Regions from separate parts of the Mus musculus genome. Here all the other regions are linked to region 2. A link is a contact called in public HiChIP or PLAC-seq data. All regions are on one chromosome and are shown on one strand. Each heading gives the region's core, a stretch centred on a gene start, on an enhancer-like site or on the middle of the called end of the contact. The rest is flanking DNA. Distances are from core to core; before and after follow the strand shown.

What was found. HiChIP or PLAC-seq counts read pairs in DNA pulled down with a chosen protein or histone mark.
Region 1: an H3K4me3 HiChIP or PLAC-seq map of intestinal villus epithelium shows a contact between it and region 2, with 5 read pairs. The contact joins the enhancer-like site here to the promoter of Prr14l in region 2. A contact is called at or near these places in 1 of 484 Hi-C or Micro-C datasets (DN3 thymocytes), 6 of 115 datasets of contacts at active chromatin or transcription factors (bone marrow-derived macrophages, embryonic stem cells, intestinal villus epithelium and 2 more) and 2 of 9 other capture datasets (adipose tissue and liver).
Region 3: an H3K4me3 HiChIP or PLAC-seq map of bone marrow-derived macrophages shows a contact between it and region 2, with 2.5 times the contacts expected there. The contact joins the enhancer-like site here to the promoter of Prr14l in region 2. A contact is called at or near these places in 1 of 15 datasets of contacts at CTCF or cohesin (the NIH/3T3 cell line), 6 of 115 datasets of contacts at active chromatin or transcription factors (bone marrow-derived macrophages, embryonic midbrain, embryonic stem cells and 3 more) and 2 of 9 other capture datasets (adipose tissue and liver).

Annotation. Positions count from the first base shown.
Region 1 is chr5:32,695,942-32,698,947 of GRCm38.p6, reverse strand. No RefSeq gene overlaps it. Among named protein-coding and RNA genes, the nearest start is that of Gm52771, 36 kb to the left of the region's middle. Within about 2 kb of position 1,552, at least 10 of the 459 cell types and tissues checked have an H3K27ac peak or open chromatin away from gene starts, as enhancers often do. A contact at or near this core is called in intestinal villus epithelium and liver, where this site is marked.
Region 2 is chr5:32,852,880-32,856,293 of GRCm38.p6, reverse strand. It overlaps Prr14l (proline rich 14-like), which reads left to right and starts at 2,064. Exons shown (of 11, transcript NM_194340.2): 1 at 2,064-2,201.
Region 3 is chr5:32,994,179-32,997,467 of GRCm38.p6, reverse strand. Depdc5 (DEP domain containing 5) reads right to left here. Exons shown (of 43, transcript NM_001170567.1): 43 at 3,235-3,289. Among named protein-coding and RNA genes, the nearest start is that of Ywhah, 23 kb to the left of the region's middle. Within about 2 kb of position 1,472, at least 27 of the 459 cell types and tissues checked have an H3K27ac peak or open chromatin away from gene starts, as enhancers often do. A contact at or near this core is called in bone marrow-derived macrophages, forebrain and microglia, where this site is marked.

The DNA.
Region 1 (3,006 bases), core at 303-2,802, 160 kb after region 2:
TATTGTAGGCAGGATAGCCATGTCTCAGAATTAGTTCTTCTGGAAAACACAGCTCTTATAACATTTGAGACTCCAGAGAACTTCAGATTTAGAATTATCTGGGACTAAGTTGTTTCCCAAATGATATCTAGTTGTCTCCCTGGTTGCCCTCTTAATACTTACTGCCATAAGTCTACCTCCTGGTGTATCAAGCTGGACAATGAGGATATTTGCTGAATACCTTGCTCTTTAAAGTTCCCTATCCCACAGAGCAACACAAAGCAAAACCTCTTTTAAAGGTTGTTGAACTGAGCCCTCTAACACATTACATTAGATGGCCAATACACCCACATTTACATATATGACTGAGGGTCTGACAGTACAGAGTATGTGGGAGCACCATGTGTACCCCAGAAGACAGGGATGTTCAAAAGTAGGCGCTGATAGCACAGAGAAGGACATTTCCCCACAACGTACCTCTTTCTTTTTTACCAAGTTGACTGTTCTGCAGTATTTCTTGTGGTTGGGGGTGGGCAGAGAGCATAAATCCCTCCTTTAGACAACGAGTCTGCATCTGCTGTATGTACTGCTAGGTAAGCACCAGGATGCTGCCAGACCCAGGGCATCACAAAACTCACCATATGCATCCTCTTCTGTCGAGACATCAGTGATGTGCCTGAAATTAATGCAGGACAACAGCATCTCTGGATTCTGGTGGCATAGGAGAAAGGCTCATTTCAATCCATAGGAAAATTATTTAGCGATGCTTACACTAATCTCATGGGCTTATCTTTTCCAGGAAGGGATATTTGGGATCAATATGTCTGTCTGGCCCTGTCATTCCTTAGTACTGAACACTTTAGAATTTATTGTTGCTCTTCATGAGCTCTCAGCGCCTCCACGCTTCCTGTCCTAAATTCTACATCCTCCCTCTGTCCTATTCTTTCCAATTAACCTGACTTCTTGGCCATAGGGCCTTGCACCAAGTGAACATTCAGTACAAAGTAAAGGAGTCCCTCTTTGAGTCCCTCTCTGAATCTGTTCTTCCTGCGATGCTGAACTTTCACTGAAGTATGAGATGATGAAGGTAGTCCTGGAGCAGCAAAGCAGAGTGGAGAAAGGCTGTTTTCAGTCAGGCCACTCAGGACAGCCCTGGGTCTCCAGAGAGTGACTATGGCCATCTTCCTACCGACAGGAGGAGAAGTGGTACACTAATCCTCCTGAAGAATGCTGGCCATGCTCTAGGACTACTTTCTCATACTCCCTCACCACTACACCCTGCTGGACTCCAAATTCGTTTCATGACTACAAGCTATATCCATGTGAAAGGCTGACCTTTCCATGCCCTTTGCTTCAGATGGTCCCATGATACCCTCAGCCTATTTGAAAGAAGCTGTGAGTGCACCTTGACTTCATCTGATCTCTTGCCCCAAAATCTTCAAGGCCCATGTTCATTGTTTCATTTTACTGTCAAATAATAATGGGAGCCTTTATTTGTGGGCCCTCAGAAGTCACTTGGAATCAGCTGCCACTCACAGTGATAAGCAACGTGCTCAAGGTCACTCAGTTACTTATTAATGAAGCCTGGACCGAAAGTCTGATCTACTTGGGACTGAAGGTCCCTCTGCTTTAGCAGGCTAAACTAGCGGAAATAATTTTTTTCAATCCATCCCATAATCAGGCACCAAATGCAGACACTATTGCATATGCCAGCAAGATTTTGCTGAAAGGACCCTGATATAGCTGTCTCTTGTGAGGCTATGCCAGTGCCTGGCAAATACAGAAGTGGATGCTCACAGTCATCTATTGGGTGGAACACAGGGCCCCCAATGGAGGAGCTAGAGAAAGCACCCAAGGAGCTGAAGGGATCTGCAACCTAGAGATGGAACAACAATATGAACTAACCAGTACCCCCAGTGCTCGTGTCTCTAGCTGCATATGTAGCAGAAGATGGCCTAGTTGGCCATTATTGGGAAGAGACGACACTTGGTCTTGCAAACTTTATATGCCCCAGTACAGGGGAAACACCAGGGCCAAGAAGTAGGTGTGGGTGGGTAGGGGAGTAGGGCGGGTATAGGGGACTTTGAGAATAGCATTTGAAATGTAAATAAAGTAAATAAATACCTAATAAAAAATGGAAAAAAATACAAGCTAAGGAAACTGAAAGTACATTCTCTTGTGCCTATGACTTCATAGAAGGGAAATTGAATAGCGTTAGAAAAGAGAAACTTGGTATCATGAGACAGGGAAAATTCTGTATTACTGGAGTTAGAGTCCTTTCTTTAGTTCTTTCTTTTTTCTTGTTTTGACCTTATGGTTCATATACTGACCTATGTATATATGAAACCATGATGGCCTTCTAGGTCCTTAGTTTCCCTTTATATTTTCTGCCCTACTAGCTACTCCTACCCTGCCAGTACTCTCCACATCCTCCCCCACCCCAAGGGGGTTGCCCATTTGGACTCTGTTTTTTAGACCTCTTTATTTTGTCTCTTTGAAACAGATTTTCACTCTGTAGCCCAAGTTGGTCTCAAACCTGTGGTGCTCACATTCTAAGTGCAGAGACTTACAGGCATAAACCTCCAGCACAGGCCTGGCTGCACTCTCTCTCTAGACAGTGGGCACTTGGTGTGTAATAGCTAGCTTCCTTGAGATCCAGATGCATTCAGATTCAAGTCTCAAAGAAAAGAACTGCCTATTTCAAAACACTGATCATCTAAACGGCTCAAGCCTTAATTTAACTGAATGAAATTGTTTATGAAAATTTGAAAACCCTTCTCTACTTTTTTATTTGTTACAATCAAAGGACATCATAGACTGTAAAAAACATTATTTATAAATATAAATGTTTTTATAAAACATATCCCTGAGCTGGAGAAATAGCTCAGAGGATAAGGGCCCTTGCTGATCTTTCACAGAACTGGAGTTTGATTCCTAGTACTCACATCAGGTGACTCACAAACTCCATAACATCTGACACCCTCTTCTGGCCTACATAGGTGCACATGCAGAGACACACACAGACAC
Region 2 (3,414 bases), core at 815-3,314:
CACCTGGTTCAGTCAGTGCTCTTAACCGCTGACCCATCTCTCCAACCCTGCTGTGTGTCTTCTAATCATGAAGACCACTGAATCATTAATGCCTCTAGTTAATCACAGAACCTTTTTTTGTTTGTTTGTTTGGTTTTTTGGTTTTTTTCGAGGCAGGGTATCTCTGTATAGCCCTGGCTGTCCTGGAACTCACTTTGTAGATCAGGCTGCCTCCAACTCAGAAATCTGCCTGCCTCTGCCATCTGAGTGCTGGGATTAAAGGTGTGCGCCACCAAGTCTGGCATCACAGAACCTTTTTTAGTTTTTCCCCAGCTTTAACTAAACAAGCTATAGGTTTCCAGTATTTTCCAAAAAATATATAAAAATATATTTGTTTTGTTTTATTTTGAAAGCAAAAGCATTGTAAAACAGTAGAGGATTTGGGAATGGGCCAAGGGGTCTCCCATTGCATGATAAGCAAAAGTTCCCATGGTGGTATATATAATCCCATCACTGGAAGAGTTTGCGGCCAGTCTGAGTGAGAGATTGTTAAAAAAAAAAAAAAGTGTGGGGGGGGTATGTTTTAAAGAAAAAAGCCAGGTGGTAGGGCACATATTTCTTTTTTTTTTTTAAAGATTTATTTTATTATTATATGTTAGTACACTGTAGCTGTCTTCAGACACACCAGAAGAGGGAGTCAGATCCTGTCACGGATGGTTGTGAGCCACCATGTGGTTGCTGGGATTTGAACTCTGGACCTTTGGAAGAGCAGTCGGGTGCTCTTACCCACTGAGCCATCTCACCAGCCCTAGGGCACATATTTCTAATCCCAGCACTTGGGAGGCAGAGGCAGGCAGATCTCTTGAGTGTGAGACCAGCCTCATCTACAGAGCAAGTTTCAGTACAGCCAGGGCTACAAAGAGAAACTATCTTCAAAACTAAAAATAACCAAACAAAAAGTTGATAGATTTTAAGAGGCTACTTAAAAAAAAAAAAGAAAAAAAAAAGAAAAAAGATGGCGAGCCACATCTAAATAGTGAGTTCCAAGTCAGCCTGGACTACATAGGGAGAACCCTATTGCAATATTTCCTATCGAGAGAGAGAGAGAGAGAGAGAGAGAGAGAGAGAGGAGATAAAAGGATAAAAATAAAAATTTAGTAAGATGAATAATACTTTCATGTGACTTAAGAAAACGAATAAGCCAAGCATGGTCGCACATGCCTATTTTCCCTTTATCCAAAAGGTCAAGGCAGGAAGGTCAAGAGTTGAGGCTAGACTGGCACACATAGCAAGTTTCAGACTTGCCTGAGCTAAAAAGTAAGATCCTGACTCAAATCAAATCCTATGTAAACCAGGCTGTCTTCTGCCTTTTTGGGGTTAAAGGAGCGTGCAGCCAAGCCTTGGTTTCCTCTGCAGATCCTAATCAAAGAAAAGGTAATTTCAATTTTCTTTGTAGACCAGGCTGGCCTTGAACTCAAAAATCCGCCTGCCTTTGCCTCCCAAGTGCTGGGATTAAAGGAATGCCAGGTCCATTGTAATTTCTTCCAGACACTTCTTTAGGTGCTATGAATATAGAGTCCTAAAGAAAACAGACAAGGATGGAAAGAAACAGGCAACACAGATAAAATGAGGTACCTTCAATGCTAGAGAGGCAATGAAACAAAATCAAAGTGTAATCAAATACTTTCCTGGGTTATCTTTTGAATTTCAGTGTGATTAGAAGCAATAGGAGGATGGTGTGACCTAAACCTTTGATTATAGTTATTAGAAGGTCCCACAATCTGCCAGGATGGAAGCAGACAGGGCCCTAGAGTGGCATCTGTCCACCTCAGAGATATGGACCATAGCACTGGTAACAGTCTGAGACAGGAACTGGGTAGAACGATGTGTTTCTCTTTAAGAGTCAACGCGGTGGGGGCGGGGCTGAGCGTGTCTGGAGCTAGCGGAGGGTGGAGGTACCAGCCGGGAAGAGCCGCCCTCCGGATTGCGCGCGCGCCGTGCGGGGGCGGGATCGAGACCCGTCCGCATGGCTGGCTTTGGCCCCGGATGAGGAAGTGCGGTAGGTGGGGGGGGAGGGCACTGTGGAAGCGGTGGAAGCTGGAGCGCCCTCGGGCCTCGGCTCCCGAAGATCTGGTAGAGTTGGCGGCGGCGGGGACAGCAGGGACGGAGGCAGCCGACGCCAAAGTGGAGGGATGAGCACGAGCCGTGGAGGAGGCCACAGGGTAAGAGGCCTGGGCAGTCCCACGACCGCCTGGGGGTCCTCCGCCGGACGGTGCTGACTAAAGGGGGTCCGGGCCCCCAGCCTTTCAGGGAGCCGAAGGGCACCGAAGCAGTGCTGTTAGTGACAAACACCCACAGACATCCAGGAGATCAGGCTCTACGTCCCTGGGAGAAAACAGCTTCTCGGAGTCCTGGTTCCAGGGGAAGGAGGCTCCCATTCAACCTTCATCTGCAGGGGACCCCCAACTTCTCTCTCCTTGGAGAGGACGACGCCCCTTGTTGGTATACGCCTTTCCTCGGCTCTGGTCGATTTGTCAGCGAAGGGAGACCCGTTTATGGTGCCAAGGGGAATTCTTTATTCAAAAGAGCGACCCCCACTTTGGTCAGCGTCTTCCAAGTGAAGGAGGTTCTCAACTTTCCCAAAAGTGACAGAGGTATCCTATCTGCAAGAAACAGATCTCTCGATCCTTTATTTTTCACTTTCACCCCAAGATAGAGGGAGGCCCTGAATTTATGATATCGTAAGTCAGCTTTTCTCCCCTTCCCCCAGTCATGTCCACCAAGGGAGCTTTGGTTTTTGTGTTTTTATTAAGTCTCTTAGTATTGATTGAGCTGCTGCTCCTCTTTTGGAGTGTGATATTTGCAAGTTTGTATCTCCCACTTAACATCCTCATGACCTTGCCTCATCCCCTGTCAGTTGCAGCCCATCCTTAACCTGGGTACTTTTTTTTCTCTGAATTGTCATGAGGGCTCAAGGGAACTTTTGTGGAAAATGCTTGGTGCACAGTGAACGTTTGGTCAGTTGTTAGTATTGATATATTAAGAAAGAAAAGTCATGTCCTCAGAGAAACTGTTATTGGCATGAATGTATCCTCCATCACAAATTGCAACCCTCTTTCCACCAGAAAGGCTTTCCCTGCTCCTAAGATACAGTATTCTTCCTCTCACTTTGGATCTTGCTGTACTCTACTCCCTAAGTTAACAGAGAGCCTTGGTGAAAATCAGGGAAAGAAATAGTAAGTTTTGGAAACATGTTAGCACTTTACCTGTTTATTATTTTGATTTGAGGGATTTTTTTTTTATAGCTCGGGCTCAAACTAGGTAGGTAGTCAAGGCTAGCCTCTAGTCCCCCCAATAATCTTTTTTTTTTTTTTTTTTTTTGAGACAGGGTTTCTCTGTAGCCCTGGCTGTCCTGGAACTCACTTTGTAGACCAG
Region 3 (3,289 bases), core at 223-2,722, 140 kb before region 2:
GGGGTCAATACACAGGCAGCTCTGGATGTTCTCTTTCTTCTACTTTCTTTCTCTTTCTCTTTTTCTCTTGTCCTTTCCCAAGCTTCAGACTGGTTGGTGATGGAGTTCTTTATGCCCTTGCCTGACACATTAAAAATGGAGCATTTGGCTTCCAAGGAAGGCATACGCACAGCAGCCAGCTTGGGCCAGGGATGTAACTCAGTGGCAGGGTGCTTGCTTAACCATGTGCAAGGCCCTGGGTTCGAACCTCAACATGATAAAAAAAAATTGCAAGCACTCTGCACCACCCAGACAGCTACGCAAAGCTAACTGCAAGGGTCCTCGCTATGACCCTTGATGGAGTCCAGAGAGGCAGCATCCCATCCCTAGATCTAATGCATCGCATGGTGAACAGACTGCTCAGGATTGCACAGGTAGCTAGCTGGCAGGAATATTAGGGAGAACAGCAGTGCTTTGAGCAGGGTGTGGAGCCACATGCCTGGAATTTCAGCACTCTGGAGGCAGAGCAAGAAGATTATGGGTTTGAAGCTATCCTGGGCCTGAAGGACCCTGATTCAATAAGAAAATAAAATAACAGCCTGTGTAATGGCTCAATTCTCAGAGCCCTTGTCTCCTAGGTCCTCAAACCAATTCTCCTTGAGTGATATAGTGAATATTTGATTATTCCCATTTTGTTACCATGGAAACGGATGCAGATCAGATGGATGGGGTGAGTGGAGGGAAGGCTGGCACAGGATCACACCATGAGGAAATAGAACACTGAGTCTGGGAGCAGGGTTTCTGGCCTAAAGAAAAAGGGGAGGGCCAGGAAAGAAGATGATTTCCTGCCTGTCCTGGTTCCTGCCACAGAGTGTGGCTGACATTGTTCAATCAGGATCAAATGTGAGGCTAGCAACAGTAAAGCTTGAAAGATGAGTGAAGCCCCGTCTAGTGTAACCCCAGAAACAGGTTGGTCCAGGGCTCCCAGACACTGGTTCACTTGTCATTCCAGGTGGTGCCCTGGGACTTGAAAACACTAACCCCGAGGGCCGGGAGGTGGTGGCACACGCTCCCAGCACTTGGGAGGCAGAGGTGGGCGGATTTCTGAGTTTGAGGCCAGCCTGGTCTACAAAGTGAGTTCCAGGACAGCCAGGCTGTACAGAGAAACCCTGTCTCGAAAACAACAACAACAGCAACAAAAACAAAAACCCAAAACCAAAACAACAACAACAACAACAACAACAACCAAACAAAAAAAAAAACACTGACCCCTTTCCTGTAGATCAATCATCGAAAATGCAGGCTGGACAGGTCAGGCTAGAACACCCCCACACCCCCCAACACACACAGCTTTTCTGATTTCAGTCTTTAGCTCACTAATCTGTGCAAGTGTTCTAGCAATCTCACTTCCGCCTTTCATACTAGGAGAGCTTCTTTTTGAGAACTCTTACATTGCCCAAATGTCCATGTCTCATTTCCCCCACGCACAATCCAGTCCCCTCCTGTTCCTGTGGCACTTTACCCAGTGCAGACAGCCCTCTCCCACAGTGCCACAGCTGCTGCTGGGTCTGTCCTCCAGTTCCCAGTGTTGGCTGAATGAGCGAGTCCAGCCAACCATAAAAGAGCTCCTGTGTGAGGTGAACTTCCAGGGGAGGATACATGGCTGAGCCAGGTGTGTCCTCGCCCTCCAGTAGCTCTGAAGAGATAAACTTCAAGAACAAGGAATGTGTGAGACAACACAAGAGCCAGGCCTTGTTGTGCGAGCAATGACCACCACCAGGAGCCTACACTGGCACTGCCTGTAACTTGCTGTGTGGCTGCAATGGTCGAAGTCACTCTGGCCTAGCCACCTAGAAATGATCACTATGGAGGCTTGGGGTTAGGGCTGCCATTAAGGAACGACTCAGCTCTTCACATCTAGGAAGATAGCAGGTTTCTCTTCTACTGGGGGAGGCCCATCTATGTGGGCCTTTTTGTTTTTTAAATCAGATCAAAATACTTGGTTCTTTCTCCTCCTCCTTCTCCCCTACTCCGTTTCCGACAAGGTCCCAGATATGTAACCCATGCTTGCCTTGAATTCTTGGGCTCAAAGTCATTCTCCTGCCTCAACCTCTGAATAGCTGGGACTATAGCTTCACTTTCCTGTACCAGGTTCACTTCATCTTTCTGGTTTGCCTGTAGCAAGACTTTTGCTACTTTGTTTCTCATCTGTACTTGGGAACCAAGGACACAGTTTGGAGAGGGACAGGACATTATGCCTTGAAAAGAGACTGCCTTTTGAAGGCAGTAACTCATACACTTCTAACTGCAGGGAGGGGGAAAGCATAGAACAGAAACCAATAGGGTTGGACGAACATCAAAAGGTGTTAAGAATCTTTCTCTTGGGATGCCATGAGTTTAAAAATAATTGTTTTGTCTCTTTGGAGACATTTGAGGAATATTGGATGGGAGAACTGAACTTGGATCAGCAATTTGATATAATTCAAAAGCACGGTGCTAAGAATCGAGGTTCTAGTGGCAACTGCTACAGGTTTCTGGGGAGCTAAAGGCTGAGGGTTAACTCTTATAGACAGCATAGTTACAGGAGAAGGAAGAGGTCTGCACTCTCAGTCTCCATGGTTTCTTGCAGCCAAGTGAGATCACAAAAGAATCCCAAGGCTCAGAGGAAAAAGGGGTTGCAAGGAATCTCACAGACCCTCTCCACATTCTGCTCAGTGGTCGGGATCCTCTTCTTGGAAGAAATATGAGCCAATTCATCAGAAACAGATGATTCTGCTGCCACCAGATAGAGGCCAGATCTGAAGGCTGTAAGACCTACTCTTGGCACATGCTCTTGGACAAGCAAAAGCTAGAATTGGAGAGCACTCTCGGCTATGTTTAGGGCAAGCATGTGGTTATAGTTTTAAGGCTAGGAGCTGCCTGAAGCTTCTGCAGGCTGAACTCAGCAATTGCAGGCCCATGGGGGAAACTGGCAGGGTCCTGGGGGCTGGGCAGTCACTGTCTACTCTAGCAGGGATTCTGTGTGGGAAGCTATGGCCCTGTTACAGGATGCCTGTGTCTGAATACATGGAATTTGCAGTTCAAGGCAAAGAGGATTGGCACAGCACATGATCATGTCATGCTATCCCACAAAACAGTCAGCCTGGATTCCTCTCAGCTGTATGGCCTGGCCTCCACCTCCAGAGGCCTTCCCTTTACCTCTTCTCAGGCATGTGTCACGCCTAGCACACAGTAAGCGCTCAGAAAGTAGGTGGCTGTAGAGAACAATAAATTGGCCTTTATTCTGCTTCTCTCCGGCTGTTTTCTATCC